3 separate regions of the Mus musculus genome follow, and all the other regions are linked to region 1. Evidence: chromatin contacts called from public promoter capture Hi-C data. All regions are on one chromosome and are shown on one strand. The core of a region is the stretch at or near the end of the contact, and the rest is flanking DNA. Distances in the headings are between cores, read along the strand shown. Region 1 holds the start of Oprk1 (opioid receptor, kappa 1). Region 2 holds the start of Atp6v1h (ATPase, H+ transporting, lysosomal V1 subunit H). Region 3 has its middle 150 kb from the start of Atp6v1h.

Region 1 (3,336 bases), core at 346-2,845:
CATTACTCATAGTCCTCATTAGGGTCACCCTAGTAGATTTCAGGGAGTTTCCATTGCATTAAGTTTTTACATTGCCCCAAAATGTCTCACAATTCCAGTCATCTTTCCAGAACTTTCTCCCTCCATTCCTCCCTCCACCATACCTGATCCCATCTGTTCCCATCCAACCTTCACCCAGTACACCCTCAAAATCTATTCTATTTTCTCTTTCCAGGAAGATCCATGCATCCTTTCGTAAGTCCTTCTTATCATTTAGCCTCCTTGGATGTGTGGATTGTAGCATGATTATCCTTTATGGCTAATATCCAATAATAAATGCATACATACCATGTTGTTCCTTCTGGGTCCCTACAGGCCATTTATAAAGAAGCACTTTCTGAGTTGAGATCCTTTCTTCCAAGATATGACTATGTTTGTGTCATATTGACAAAAACCAACCACACTCTTTGCAATGAAAATTTGCAAGACTTGAAAATGGTCCTCAGAGCTGGGAGTTGAAAACACTGTTGCCAAAGGAGAATGTTCGTCTTGCTTTATATGCAGCAGAGTAAAAAAAATTGTACATCTGTAAACTGTGCAGGCAGATGGCCAAATCTCCTTCAGTTAGTAAGCAGCAGAAGTTCAAGGAGCCCCCCTCCTATCATCATCGCATGAATAGACTTGAGTCTGCCACTAAAATGCCCACCTGTGGACATGATGTACATTATGGGAAACAATGGGGATCTGGTTTATCTAAGTCCTTGAAACTCCTGGGAAAATTCGAGTGTCTCACCCTTGGGTGGTTCCAGTTCCACAGCACTTCTTTTTCTTTTGGAATATTTCTTAGGGACCCAGCTCTGGATCCCCAAGAGCATCTTTCTCTTAGGGCCTCTTTTACCCAACAGATTCTGACAGGGACACCTGGACTGTCAATATTTTACACATAGTTGAGACTGTTTCTCACAAAGGTTTGAATTATCTGCATTTGGTATAGGCAAGAACTTCATGGCTGAGATTAACATAAATAATTACTCTCCTGCTGCAACAGCAGAGCCTAGGAAAGGAGAATGTGTGCAGTAATAGCAGGCAATAATATTAGTACCTGTAAGTACAGTGTTCTTGCAACCTGCCATTCTAGACAGAGCAGAAAGGGTGACAAGATGCACAGTAGCTTTCCATTAATAGATCTTAACCCACTAATTCTATATGATCTGTTTGATTCTGACAAGATTATTTGGCCATTTTATTTGTATCCTTCAATAAATAAAATTCAGTGCTACCACTTGCTTCCTTGCTTAAAGACACTAGTCCTGGGAACTCTGAAGAAAAGAAATTCCAAACACACGGAATGATCCCATGCACTCTTGTCACTGTACAGGGCCCTTTCAGTTACTGGACCTTAGCTAAGCATCAGACCGCCCGCCAGGAAGCTGCAGAGAGAGAAGCGGCAAGCAGCTTGGGCAGTTGGAGTTAGTGAGCCTTGGCAGAGCGGCAGACTGGCCTGGGTCAGCTCTGAGGGGGCGTGGCTTGGAGAGGAGGGGATGGGCGGGGATAGGCTGAGATGGGGAGCAGGGCGGGGGCAACCAGCCCTGCAGCTCTCAGCTTGCCTGTCCCCGGCGCACCTTGCTGATCCCAAACAGGCAGAGCTTCTTCCAGTCTTGGAAGGCACAAATTGAGCATCAGGAACGTGGACCCATCAGGGCTGAACAGCTACTCAGGATCTAAAGTGGTGACTTGGAAAGCTGACGGTGACTTGGGAAGGGAGGTCGCCAATCAGCGATCTGGAGGTGAGCTTGGGGCTTTCGAGGCACAGTGGGGAAATTGCTGTGGCTAGTGCTTCTTGGGGTTGCATGCACAGACAGGCAGGGTAGAGGCAGCCACAGGAGTGGACAGCACAACGCCCGAGGGTGAAGCAACCTCAGGGCTCCAAAAAGGTGCAAATACTCTCAGTTTAATAGCTGCAGTGGAGGTAGGGGTAGGGGGTGGGAAGGGGATTTCAACCTGTCTGCTCCTTCCTTGGGATGGGCGGCCAGACTGAGTCCTGGGGTTGCGGGCTCCTGCGCCTCCAGCCCTGCCTGTACAGGCAAAGTTTGTCTCTCTGGGTTCAATCTGTTCTCTGCTCCTGCAGCCCCGCAAGTGCCACCTTCTCGCTTTCCAGCTGCAGCGCTCACCATGGAGTCCCCCATTCAGATCTTCCGAGGAGATCCAGGCCCTACCTGCTCTCCCAGTGCTTGCCTTCTCCCCAACAGCAGCTCTTGGTTCCCCAACTGGGCAGAATCCGACAGTAATGGCAGTGTGGGCTCAGAGGATCAGCAGCTGGAGTCCGCGCACATCTCTCCGGCCATCCCTGTTATCATCACCGCTGTCTACTCTGTGGTATTTGTGGTGGGCTTAGTGGGCAATTCTCTGGTCATGTTTGTCATCATCCGGTGAGTTCAGGGACAGGTCTCGGTGGTGGTGGTGGTGGTGGTGGTGGTGGTGTGTTGACAGTAGACAATTTGTGTGTGTGTGTGTGTGTGTGTGTATACCAGACAGCCAAGTGAGTGCAGGGTCTCTTCTATTCAGGGTTCCTGAGAGATTCTCCAAGGTGACATCTTAAAAGAATTTCCTGGGAGAGTGTTTTGTCAGGAATTGTGGGTTTCATACAGGGCTAATCCAAGGTACTTTTAGGATTTAAGAGCTACCTGCCCACATCAAAAGGGAGGCTACAAACCTCAGCTAAGAGAACACGCAAGAAAATGCCAGGGTTCTGATCACAAGGTCGTTTCCTGGTAAAGAAATTAGAATATCTGTGTAAGCCCTTGCTTGTTTGCCTGCTCTGGATTGAGTCACTTTATTGCCCTGTCTAATATTTCTTTAAATAAATTCTGGGCCCACCAAATGCATGGGAGATAATTCAGATTTGTGTGTGTGTGTGTGTGTGTGTGTGTGTGTGTGTGTGTGTGTGTGTGTGTGTGTGACTTGTTAGACTGATGGTGCAGCTTATGAAACGAAAACCAACTAGGCTATTTAGTGTTGTGAATATCCACTAGCATGACTTTGAAGTGCCCAGGATTAAGCTCAATGAGTATGCTAAGCAAGCACTCAAACTAGATGGTGTGGCTGTCTCAGAAGGCATGTGGTACCCCAACTGGACATTCTGCAATAACATTGCTCCTTCCATGTCAAATCTTTCATCCCCTCCTCAAAGTCCCCATAATCTCTGCACTAGATGTTCTGTCCTTGTCTTTCAAAGTCTCATAGGTATCAATTTAGCATCTTTTTATATATTACAAATCATTGCAGAAGAGCATAAAGAAGGCTGGGGCTGCTGCAACTTTATGCTGGGCTTTGAATGAAGCAATATGGTCTCACCTT
Region 2 (3,336 bases), core at 491-2,990, 510 kb before region 1:
AACAATTGGTGCTGGCACAACTGGTTGTTATCATGTAGAAGAATGCGAATAGATCCATACTTATCTCCTTGTACTAAGGTCAAATCTAAATGGATCAAAGAACTTCACATAAAACCAGAGAGACTGAAACTTATAGAGGAGAAAGTGGGGAAAAGCCTTGAAGATATGGGCACAGGGGAAAAACAGAACAGCAATGGCTTGTGCTGTAAGATTGAGAATTGACAAATGGGACCTAATGAAACTCCAAAGTTTCTGCAAGGCAAAAGACACCGTCAATAAGACAAAGAGACCACCAACAGATTGGGAAAGGATCTTTACCTATCCTAAATCAGATAGGGGACTAATATCCAACATATATAAAGAACTTAAGAAGGTGGACTTCAGAAAATCAAATAACCCCATTAAAAAATGGGGCTCAGAGCTGAACAAAGAATTCTCACCTGAGGAATACCGAATGGCAGAGAAGCACCTGAAAAAATGTTCAACATCCTTAATCATCAGGGAAATGCAAATCAAAACAACCCTGAGATTCCACCTCACACCAGTCAGAATGGCTAAGATCAAAAATTCAGATGACAGCAGATGCTGTCGTGGATGTGGAGAAAGAGGAACACTCCTCCATTGTTGGTGGGATTGCAGGCTTGTACAACCACTCTGGAGATCAGTCTGGTGGTTCCTCAGAAAATTGGACATAGTACTACCGGAGGATCCAGCAATACCTCTCCTGGGCATATATCCAGAAGATGCCCCAACTGGTAAGAAGGACACATGCTCCACCATGTTCATAGCAGCCTTATTTATAATAGCCAGAAGCTGGAAAGAACCCAGATGCCCCTCAACAGAGGAATGGATACAGAAAATGTGGTACATCTACACAATGGAGCTAAAGGGATCTGCAACCCTATAGGTGGATCAACATTATGAACTAACCAATATCCCGGAGCTCTTGACTCTAGCTGCATATGTATCAAAAGATGGCCTAGTCGGCCATCACTGCAAAGAGAGGCCCATATAAAGGCAAACTTTATATGCCCCAGTACAGGGGAACGCCAGGGCCAAAAAGTGGGAGAGGGTGGGTAAGGGAGTGGGGGGGGGGAGGGTATGGGGGACTTTTGGGATAGCACTGGAAATGTAAATGAGGAAAATACCTAATAAAAATATTAAAAATTAAAAGATTGCCCAGCCAACTATAAAAGGGGCTGCTTGGGACCTCCTCTCTCTCTTAAGCTCTCACCTTTCTTACTCCTCTCTAGCCCTCCTTCTCTCCCTTCCCCCTCTCTCCACTTGGCTATGGCCGGCCCCTCTCTTTCTTTTATCTTCTCTTTTTCTCTTTATCTTCCTACAATAAAGCTCTAAATTCATAGACTGTCTCTGTTCATCATATAAGCCTAGAGAAAAATGAAGTTAGGTAAACAATGAATAACTTTTTCTGAGACATGTATTACTGGTGGGTCTACATATACTTATACCATGGGTCTATGATTCATTTCTCAGTCTGAGTCTTATGCTTAAAATCGGAGTATGAATGCCTGGCCCGCTGAGATGTTTAATTCAAACAAACCCAAACCACTCAAAGGTCATAAACCAAGCTTCTTCAAAGATTTTTGGCTTTTTGGCACCAGTGGCCTGCAGGGTGGCGAGCTCTGCCAGTTTGAAGTGACCAAGTTAAGTGGCCTGGGAAAGGCCATTTGGTGCGCGGTCCAGCAGTTTTGGGCGCTCTCGGCTTCCGCCCTCAGCTGCGGTCACGTGCGGCTGCTCACGTGCCAGACGCTGCTGTCACTTCGTAGCTGTTCCGGCTTCCTCTGAGTGAGGCTCGCAACGTCTCCCACGGAGTCGCCTTCGTTCTGCTCTGGGTCTCCCGTGGCCACTGAGACCTCGGAGCTCGACCGGCGCCTGCCCGCCCGTGCGGCCCTCACTCCCCGAGGCTATCCAGGTGAGGCCGCCTGGGGTCCCTCCCCGGCTCCGGAGAGCCGACTGGTTTCCCTGCCGGCCGCGCCAGGGTCTGCGGAGCCGCAGGGCCTTCCTCCCCTCGGAGGGAAGCAGAGAGCGCGGGGGTGGGCAGGCCTGGGCCGGGCCGGGCCGGGCCGGGAGAGCCGCGGGGGTCGGGCCGCCCGGGAAGGCTGCGCTGTGCCTTTGGTGCCAGCCTTGCCCGGATGGAGCCGGTTTTACCTGGGACCCGCAGTCTGCGCCGACCTTGCTTGTTCAGGCAGCGAGTTCCCACAAAGAGAAATCTAAGTTCCACACTGACTAAGCACTTCGGCAACGCGGAATAGAATTTGGGTATGATTTTATTTTTAAACCTCCTTTTGCTCGTAGGTAAGAACGTACGTTTTGGGAATGGTTTTTGCATCGTAGTAGAATGAGATGTAACTTATCTATTACGTTGAGGACTGGGAATTTTTTTTTTTTTTTTTAGTAGCACATTATTGTATATTTTTCTTGTCAGAATAGACTCCTATTGTTGGTTGGACATACGTTGTTTCAGAAATTTCTTTCAATATTGATTTTGGAAATGTTTGTCAATTTCTGTTTGAAAAGAAGGTCCTGGTATACCACACCTCTTAGTGTATTTTATTTTGAATCAGTAATTTTAAAGAAAGGAATTAATATAGTGTCTTTGCAAATCGAAGCATAATAGATGCCCATAAATACCATAATTGACCCTTTTTTAATTTTATTTTTTGTAGAAGAGATTAGAACGTGATTGAATAGATTTAAAGTAGTGGACTTCTGGGTTATTTTTAATGTATTCTAAGCACTGGGTATGATTGCACTAAGGTGGTCAAAGAGATTGGCTTAATATTCAGTTTAGTTCTGATTTTGCTGTCAGTCTCTTAAGTGGTCATTTTAAACGTCTCAGTGTTTATTGAGGCTAAGAATTAAAAACTCTTCCCTGGAAAAAGAACAAGTCAATAGAAAGCCTTTTATGGGGTGGTAGACAGAATTTGAAATACGGTAATGCTTTTCAGACCTAGGATATTTAATATTCAAGCTAAGTGAAATCAATATGGTTATATTAATACTTGTAGTTCAAAAAATTAAATGGCTGCTATCCTGTTTTTATCTTGAAGGTCTGTGGGAAACATTCAAAGTCATAAAGTTTAGATGACCAAGATGGACATTCGAGGTGCTGTGGATGCTGCTGTCCCAACTAACATCATTGCGGCCAAGGCTGCTGAAGTTCGTGCCAACAAAGTGAACTGGCAGTCTTATCTTCAGTGCGTACTGGTTTGTTGTGAGTCATGGATGTCATGTGCTTTTCCATCAGGCTTTTTCATGGTCATGCTTCTATGAGAGAAATACTGGAAAAATGCTAATAAATTAATTTTAACATTT
Region 3 (3,336 bases), core at 495-2,994, 360 kb before region 1:
TCATTAACTTGATAATTATTTGCATATAACAAGTCTTATTTCTCTACATTTAGTCTGAAATGTAATACTTGCTTGATAGGCACGAACTTCTGCCAGACTTTTACTCAAAAGGCTTCTAATTGTAAAGAGGAAGCTCTTACAGCCCCGAAGCACATCTCAGAAGCCACTGTTCCTAACATGCAATGCTTAAAGGAATAGGGTCTATGTCTCCTAGATTCCATGTGCTATGAGGGGGACAGAATTCTTACTTTAAGAAATGCTAATCAACAACTATAAGCCAGCCTGATGCCTTTTCTACCAATCGAGTGTGACCGAGTAAGTACACACATTGCCCTGAAGTTAACGCAAACTAGAGAATAATGCTCTTGGAAAGTTTGTGCTACATCATTAGATGTACACTGAGGTTGGCAAGATGGCTTAGCAAGTAAAGGCACTTGCTGCCAAGTCTCACAACCTGAATTTGATCCTTAAGAACCCAAATGTTGGAAGCAGAGAACTGACTCTGACTTATAGGGATGCCCGGGTATATTTCTCTCAGTCACTTTAATCCCTGTAGTCTTAAACTAGACAGATTTAAGAACAGTCCAGCCCATATAAATACATACATATACCCTAAGTAAAATCACTCACGAAGGGTGTTGCTGTGGAAATGACTCTTGTGCTCTTTTTTTATACCTCGACTGTGTTTGTTTTATGTAAACACACACAACCCCCCCCCACCCCACTGCAACCTGAACCTCGCTGAACCAGACCTCAACTTTGTTGCCACTAAGGAGATTATCTAGGGTGGAGCCTGCCTCCCTAGATCACTCTATTGTTCAGCCACTGTCGCTGCTGCTACCTGCTGGGAGTTGGCTTGGCTATTGGGGAGACTACATCCGATCCTACAGGTGGTCACCTGCAGCTGGGCTCCAAAGATGAATTGGCAGGAATGGGCTTCCTCTCTCATTTATAAAGCATGTCTGCCATTAAACATAAGAACCTTGAGCAGACTAGTTCGATTTGGTTCCATTATTTCTCTATCCACCTAGGTTCCCTCTTCTTTTTCAGCTCCAGGCTGTCTCCCAGGCTCGAACCCGGATATGAAAGCCTCAGGCTGGCCCCAACAGTTTTATTTCCAGAGAACTTGTTCTCTGACTTCCATGGGTATGCCATGCTATGTGATCCATTTAATAATAAGTAAATGTAATAAACAATTTGAAAATATACACTGGAAAACTGTTTGACATTCTCAGCATTGACATTTTTGTCTTAAATAAGTGGGAAACTTGTTGCACAAATTCATGGTGCAAAGCCTATGCTTTATTTATTTATTTTTAAGGAACTCAACCCACTCCTGCTCTGTCATCCCCATGTTTTGTTGGCAGAACCTTGAATTTAAGGCAATCAATCATATTTGACCATTGTAGGTCCAGGCTCTCTTTTTCCTCGGAGTGGTTCAGCTTGGACTAGATGGTTGGTGCTGGCCCTCGTTCATTTTTTTTTTTTTTGTTTTCATTGGCATCTGCCAAGAGCAGCTTTTCTTTATTCACTCAACATCCCAGAGCCCTCACAATGAGGCCACCACAGCCCACCACTTGTGAAAGTGCCCTATGTTTTTCTAATCATTGCTTGGCACAAAAGATGGCTCAGAATTGTTCACCGAGTAAATGGATTCTCCTTTCTCTTGCTCATGGTTAGAGTGTATTGGACACTGTGTGGTATAATCTGTTAGTGCTCCTGCTTGGATTGCCTGCAGCTGTTACTGAGATGAAAGCATCTTCTTGTGGATCAACAGCTGGGTAAGAGAGAAGGCCCCACAGAGTCTCTAGGGAGTCTAGGACAATTGCTGCCAGTGTGGCTGGGCTTTATTACTTCCTCGTGGCCCAGCCTGGCCCTGGAAGAGGTCATGTTGTTATTGCTCATGGTTGCCCTGCCAGGCACCGAGGACTGTGGGCTCCTGCTGACTATGCTCTCATAGGTGCAACTGTCTACTGTCCTGGGCAGTTCACTTGTGCTGCTCAGACCTACTTTCTCATGTCTGTGAGATCTAAGAGTCTCAAGAGTTTTTCTTGAATAAGGGGACTGAATGACTGTGCGTGACAGTTGTGCTCCTGCAGTTGGACTTGGAGCTGCACTCACTGCTTCCTTCATAGTTGCCATCTGAGGACCTCTTTGAAGTTGATGAGTTTTGGTGACTAGTTCTTACCAGGACACTGGCTCAGGTAGACTTTGTGGAAAATCCAGGTCCCTGTAACTGCTGATGTGTAACTTGCTTGTATTTTGGGTCTATAGGGTCCTATTCCCATTCTTTAGGTTCTATTCACAGTAGATTTTGTTCTGCCCACTACTCAGATAATTTTTACTAGGTCTCAAAGATCTGTTCCTGCCTCCTGAAAAACATTTTGAATAACATTTTAGAGGAGCAGAAAAGTTCTGAGTTTCTGACTTCATTTATGTTATGAGACCTGACCCTTCCCCCAGGGAGTCCCAGACATTTCTCAGGCAACTGTGCACTGTTTATTGCTGGCAGCAAGAGAAGTTGGGTTAACTCCTCTAGGCTGAAGGATCAGCCATAGTTCCCAGGGTTAAGCCTATATTTGCACAAATTGATGAAGCTCTCTGCATCTACTGTGGAGAATCCTGTGGGGGAATCAATCTCATGGATTAGTGTGGGAATAGCTGGGATCTTCAAGGACAAGACTGAGCCTGAGGAAAACCTGGATCCTTCCAGTGCCTCACTCAGGACCACACTCCTTAGGGCCTGCATCCTTCTTCCCCGAGTCCTGGCTTATCTTCTACACTAAGGTGTTCTCTCCTTGTTCTCCATCAAACAACCTCTACTTTTCCTTCGCTAATTTGATGCCAATTTATGATGTTTGCTATCATGGGTCCTTTGGCTTCATGTCACCTCCCTAGGGCAGTAAGATCCTTGGAAACAGTGGAAGTGCAACCCACTGCCTTACAACCAATCCCCACACTGCATTCAGATAACATAGGAAGCACAGGAATGGACGGAAAGGCAAGAACCAGACAGCTGTAGTGTTTAGCCGAGAAGCATCATCATGGATTCAGATTTCCTACTTAGACACTTCCATAATATCCGGTTTTTCTGTAGTGAGGATGAATTTGTTTTGCAGACAAAAAAAAAAAAAAAAAAAAAAAAGCCCTACTAAGGAAAGAATATCCACCCAGGAGGTCATGTTGCACAAGGCAGAGAAGATGTGCATGGATTTGGGTCTTTGAAGGGATGTGGAATCTAGCCTAGGACAGAAAAAGGGACAGGCTGTGCTGAATACTTCAGAAGATTGAATGCCAGGGGCTCCTGGAAAATGAGCAGTGTTCAGCTATGGCAAG

What was found. Promoter capture Hi-C pulls out the DNA fragments that hold promoters and counts their contacts.
Region 2: a contact with region 1 is called in a promoter capture Hi-C map of neural stem cells. The contact joins the promoter of Atp6v1h here to the promoter of Oprk1 in region 1. A contact is called at or near these places in 6 of 39 promoter capture datasets (cranial neural crest, embryonic stem cells, liver and 2 more).
Region 3: a contact with region 1 is called in a promoter capture Hi-C map of embryonic stem cells, with 3 times the contacts expected there. The contact joins the enhancer-like site here to the promoter of Oprk1 in region 1. A contact is called at or near these places in 4 of 39 promoter capture datasets (embryonic stem cells, hippocampal neurons, liver and 1 more), 1 of 115 datasets of contacts at active chromatin or transcription factors (stem cell-derived neural progenitor cells) and 1 of 9 other capture datasets (adipose tissue).

Annotation. Positions count from the first base shown.
Region 1 is chr1:5,586,898-5,590,233 of GRCm38.p6, forward strand. Oprk1 (opioid receptor, kappa 1) reads left to right here and starts at 1,596. Exons shown (of 4, transcript NM_011011.2): 1 at 1,596-1,766; 2 at 2,138-2,408. The coding sequence starts at 2,152.
Region 2 is chr1:5,081,346-5,084,681 of GRCm38.p6, forward strand. Atp6v1h (ATPase, H+ transporting, lysosomal V1 subunit H) reads left to right here and starts at 1,741. Exons shown (of 14, transcript NM_133826.5): 1 at 1,741-1,933; 2 at 3,072-3,218. The coding sequence starts at 3,106.
Region 3 is chr1:5,227,242-5,230,577 of GRCm38.p6, forward strand. No RefSeq gene overlaps it. Among named protein-coding and RNA genes, the nearest start is that of Atp6v1h, 150 kb to the left of the region's middle. Within about 2 kb of position 1,745, at least 12 of the 459 cell types and tissues checked have an H3K27ac peak or open chromatin away from gene starts, as enhancers often do. A contact at or near this core is called in embryonic stem cells, where this site is marked.